2 separate regions of the Ovis aries genome follow, and region 2 is linked to region 1. Evidence: chromatin contacts called from public Hi-C data. All regions are on one chromosome and are shown on one strand. The core of a region is the stretch at or near the end of the contact, and the rest is flanking DNA. Distances in the headings are between cores, read along the strand shown. Region 1 has its middle 38 kb from the start of PIRT. Region 2 has its middle 95 kb from the start of SHISA6.

Region 1 (2,650 bases), core at 94-2,593:
TTCAGGGATGGGAGGAAGGGTGATGAGGGATGAATTTAGGAAGTCTTGGGGTTTCCCGTGCAGAAGTGGGCAGAGACCAAAAGCCAGGTGGGCTCAGTCCTGTTGGTGTCTTAGATAAGAAGGGAAGGGGGCAGGGAGCCCTGGGATTCCCTGCAGGTCAGCTGGGTGTGAGCCAGGCTGGGTGGAGGGTGATATTGTCTGGACAGTACAGAATTCCGAGGCTCCCTCTTCACTGCTGCCGGTGGATGTTGTGAGCGTGGTTCACAGCTTTGTCCCTGGTGTCTAGCATCGCGCTTGGCCTGAGGGGAAGCCTCTACATCCTTGCTCAAGAGATGAAACATGCTTCTGGGGATCAGCTCATGAGTTTTCCCACCAGCCCAGCCTCTTCCAACCCCTCACACTACCTTCTCGGAAGCCCATGTAATCCCCTGTTCAGATTCCCTCTGAATCGCACCAAGCATCTCAGCGAGGCTCTGTACCTGTGATTGTGTTGCTGTTGACTAGCTGACTCGCAGCTCACCTCACTCAGAGCTGAGACAAAAGGTGTCATATGATGTTCCTAAAGCTGCGTCTCTTTTTGCCTGAGCAGATGCAACTGCTGCAGAATTACCAGATATGTTAGGTGGTGGTTTAGTTGCTAAGTCGTGCCCAACTCTTTGCTACCCCAGGGACTGTAGCCTGCCGGGTTCCTCTGTCCATGGGATTTTCCAGGCAAGAATCCTGGAGTGGATTGCCATTTCCTCCTCCAGGGGATTTTCCAGGGCCAGGAACTGAACCCGCGTCTCCTGCAGTGCAAGTGGATTCTTTACTGACTCAGTCACCAGGGAAGCCCCAAGGTTGTTAGAGTCAAGGCCACAAGGACTTGTTGAGCGACACTGTTTCATCAGGGGACAGACAGTTCCTCTTCTCCTTGATTCAGTGCTCATGACTGCGGCAGACATGAAGTCCTCCTGATGCCACCCTGCCCACACCCCCTCATAGCTGTCTGCTCTTGGGTTCACTCTGATGAGCTCGTCGAAGTCCTGGGTCCTTGAGGCCAGTGGTGCTGTGGACACTAATCCAAGGGTTCACAATGGGTGGAAAATTACCCACAGGCCCATGCTATTAGCCTGTCATAGTAGTTTACCAATCAGGAAATTTCATGTAAATTTTCGGACTTCTGCCTTTTTTTCTTTTTGAAAATCGGGAGACCCAGCCACAAGGGCTTTGGGATCCTACATGGCAACCGTTGGCTGGAGTGGAGTCACGGCGCCCCCTGCAGGCAGAGCACAGGCTCTCCGGGTCACAGGGCACCCCTCCACGTGAGGTCCTTGGGGCTCAAACATTTCTACTATGGGTCTGCTTCTCCTATGGGCCCTGGCATTCATAACCTCGGCTGCCCAACCTGGGTACAGGGACGTCTGAGGGCATGGGCAGAGGATAAAGTAATCTGTGAATGATTAATGAGTGTGTGGAATGTTGACAAGGCCAGTGAACAGCACCCGACTCTTCCTGGCTATTTGTGAGTAAACAACTTACATAATCTCTCTCTCTAAAAAAAGAGAAACCGCGAAGACCTAACTAATTGACATTTTCTGGTCTTCCTGGAAATTTAAAAACTGCAGTCAGAAGCATGGGAAACTATGGCTTCAATCTTTACCTTGTGCTTTTGGATTCTGTGGTTAGCAATGTAGAAAAATGCCAGATTCTTTCCCAAGATGGTGGAGCATTTCACAGCTCCCTTGTTCTTTCATGCTGTTGCAACACCAATTATCACCTGCCGGACGCTTCATGGAGCCTCTGTGTGTGTGTGTGTTGTCACTCAGAGCTTGCTCGAAAAAGTAGTGGAATTTTGCATTTTTTATGACAGCAGTGTAAAAAATTGAACAGTCTTATAACACAGGCTTTTTTTTTTTTAATCTCCCAAGAACAGTTCAGCCCCTGGCCAGCTGGGCTCTTCAGCAAGTTATTTAACCTCCCCGCACCTCGGTTTTCAACCATGTACATCTGAGAGGAAAGGTTTTATCTCAAAATGGTTGTCTGAGGGTTAAATCTGACATTCTAGCGCTTCCCTGTTGGCTCAGCAGTAAAGAATCTGCCAGCAGTGCAGGAGATGCAGGAGACACAGGTTCAATCCCTGGTTCGGCAAGATCCCCTAGAGAAGGAAACGGCAACCCACTCCAATATTCTTGCCCGGGAAATCCCACGGACAGAGGAGCCTGGGGGGCCACAGTCCATGGGGATGGGATGCAAAAGAGTTGGACACGACTTAGCGACTAAGCCACCACCACCAGTCTAATGTGGAAGTGCCTGGCCCAGAGTCCCGCACTGAGAAGGCACTAAGAGAGTCTTTCTGTTCAGGGCATTTACAGGAAAAGCCCCTGAGCAAAGTAGGAATCCCGGGGAATGCCGACGCAAATAAACCCCAGAAGCCCAGACTCAGAACAGTGGTCTCAGAGATGCGGAGACTGCGGTGCTGCCTGACTGAAGAGGCACAGACCAGAGCGATGGTGGGTGTGTGCCTGCAGGTGTACGTTACCAACCTGAGAGGCTGCTTTCCTTTAAGACCCAGGTTCATAACATCCCTGCTCAAAGCAGGCATTTTCCCCAGGGGGACAAGGGAAGAAAAATCCTTTGGCCACAGCTCTCTGACTCTGACGTCTATCGCCTG
Region 2 (2,650 bases), core at 89-2,588, 140 kb after region 1:
TCACTGAAGGTGTCCCGTCACACTCTTTCCGTCCCCACTACCCTGCCAACCTTCTTCATGAGAGGAACATCCTTGGCAGCAGCCCGAACTGCACCCTGGCCTGCCCCACAGTCCCTTGAGTCATCACCTCCAAAGGTATTTTTCAACTTTACATCATACCTAGTCCTTGTCACCCCCAGGAACCGTAGCTCCTTCAGAACTCAAACTTTGAGTTCAGCCTTTGATCCACGTTTATGGGTCTTTTACTCTGGTTTTTCCTGGTGCTACAAACCTTTTATTTCATGAGCACTTTAAAATCTTACCCTCACTTTTCTAATCACCCAGGTATAAAACTACAGTTCATTGGTTGAATAGTCTCTGCTTTGCAAATATTCTCAGTCCCTTGACCTCTCCCCTGTCTTGCTCACTTGGTAAATTCTAGCCATGGTGGAACCCACATGATTCTGCCTTCTCCACTCCATCATGAGAACAGCTGAACTTTGTGTAAAAAAAAATCACAAATCCTGGCTACCGTCTTTGCTCTAAAAATCACAGCTGTTATCCCCACAGGAGCCCTAGGCAGGGGGAGGGTGCTGATGCCTGTGTTCCCCTTCACTGCTGAGTGCAGTGGGCACAGGGTGCCCTTCTCCGCACCCTGAGATTACTATTCCATAGTTTCCTTCTTGCTCACAACTTCCCCACCCTCCCCTCTCCCACACTCTCTGTTGGTGAGCTCCTGCTTACGGAGAAAATGTAAGGCATCAGGCAAAAATGCTCTCAATTTCCCATCAGCCAATCTGTCAGTCTTTATTTTTACCCACCTTTTCCTTTTCCCTTTTGTGATGAAGAATGCATTTCACCTCTAGCACAAATCGAAGCCTTCCACTGCTGGCCTGAGCGCCCTTCCTTTTTGCTCACCCTAAGTATTCACTACTTCAGTTTCCTTTCTCTGTCCCTCATTACAGATCTTTCTGGAGGGAAATCTATTGCTTTAAATGCTTATATTAGGGACTTCTGTGGTGGTCCAGTGGCTGAGACTCTGAGCTCTGAATGCAGGGAGCACAGGGGCTGGATCCCCAGTCAGGGAACTAAGATCCCACAAGCTGCAACTAAAAAGCCTGCATGCCACAACTAAACCCAGCGCAGCCAAACAAATAAGTTTTTTTTTTTTTTAAGAGTCTTCTAAATAAACGCTTATATAAGACATGAAGAAAGGTCTTGTGCACTGTAAGGCAATTGAGGAGAAAAAGAGTGAGCCGGGCAGTCAGGCAAGAAAAATAATTTTATTAGAGGGAAAATGAGAGGGTGACTGGCCCTTGAGAAGAACCAGTGTCCCTTTTTCTGACGAGGTCTCTGAAGGGATGGTTAATTTTTAGCCTGTAGCTGAGTCCTATGATTACATAGCTGGAGGTCTGGAATCTAGCTTTGAGAAGGTAGACGCCAGCGGGTAAACAAAGTTGTTTGGGCAATTTGGTCAGTCTCAAGGGTCACTGTGACTTTATTCTTTGTTTGCAAGGTCAACATAATGAGCCATTTCAACCATGAGCCCCCCACTGAGGCTCTATCACCCACTTTCAGAAATTACATAAAGACTTGGAAAATAGACTGAAAATAAGTATAAGGATAGGAATAATTGAGGTAAGAGCAGAAAACAATGAAATTGGAAAACAATAAAGCGGAAAGTTAGATCTTTCGATCAAAAGATTAACAAAATTCTTAAATCCCCAAACAAGACTGATTAAGAAAAAAGAGAGAATGACTCTTAATCATTAATGATTAATTAATGACAATCAATATCAGACATAAGAGTGGGATTATCATTACAGATTGTATAATTATCAAAAGAATTAAAAGGGGATGCTGTGAATAGCTTGAAGTCAACAAAACTGACAACGCAGATGAAATGGGCCAGTTCCTTGAAAAACTCTTAATCAACGAATCTGACACAAACCAGCCTTCTATCTACCAAAAAGCCTAAACTGATTCCCTAAAATCTCGACATAGGGAAAACTTCAGTCCCAAGTGGCTTCACCATAAAATTTCATCGAATACTCAAGGAAGAAATAAGACCAAATTTATACAACTTATTTCAGAAAAGAGGAATGAGCTACTTTTGGAGACAACAAAGGAGCAAAAAAGTCAGGCAAAAAAATGGCTTGATGATGTTATTTAGATGAAGTTCTAGAATAATTAAAATGAATTAATGGAAATGAATCCATGGAAAGAGCGTAGGAGAAGGAGGGCCAGAGCTTCTGGCCAAGCTCTGGCCCCAGCAGAAGTGGCCTGGACTTTGTTTCAGGCATAAAGGGAGGCCCTTGCATGGGGGTGGAGGGGTCAGCAGTGGAGCACAATCTGATTGATGTTTTTAAATCACTGTGGAGGGTGGGTGGTAGAGGCCTGAGAGTGGAGGCAGGGAGGCCAGAGAGGAGGCTGTTCCATTGGAGATGTTCAGACCAGCATTTGGTACATAACAAGCACTCATGAAATTAGCAACTTTGAGTCAGGGTCTGCAGCCCTTCTTTTTGAAAAAAGACATCAACCAGAAGGGTCAATTATCTGATTAGGACATCTACCTGTGAAAATCAGGTCTTCCGGTTCTCTGTCACAGAGATATGTCCCTGTAGCTCTAGAGGCTTGGGAACATAGCTGTTTCTCCCTCCCTGGACCCTGT

The links. Hi-C and Micro-C count contacts between places; a contact is called where the count stands out from the background.
Region 2: a Hi-C map of liver shows a contact between it and region 1, with 4 times the contacts expected there. The contact joins two enhancer-like sites. A contact is called at or near these places in 2 of 16 Hi-C or Micro-C datasets (liver and mixed tissues).

Annotation. Positions count from the first base shown.
Region 1 is chr11:29,606,293-29,608,942 of ARS-UI_Ramb_v3.0, forward strand. No RefSeq gene overlaps it. Among named protein-coding and RNA genes, the nearest start is that of PIRT, 38 kb to the left of the region's middle. Within about 2 kb of position 1,344, at least 2 of the 54 cell types and tissues checked have an H3K27ac peak or open chromatin away from gene starts, as enhancers often do. A contact at or near this core is called in liver, where this site is marked.
Region 2 is chr11:29,741,438-29,744,087 of ARS-UI_Ramb_v3.0, forward strand. No RefSeq gene overlaps it. Among named protein-coding and RNA genes, the nearest start is that of SHISA6, 95 kb to the right of the region's middle. Within about 2 kb of position 1,339, at least 2 of the 54 cell types and tissues checked have an H3K27ac peak or open chromatin away from gene starts, as enhancers often do. A contact at or near this core is called in liver, where this site is marked.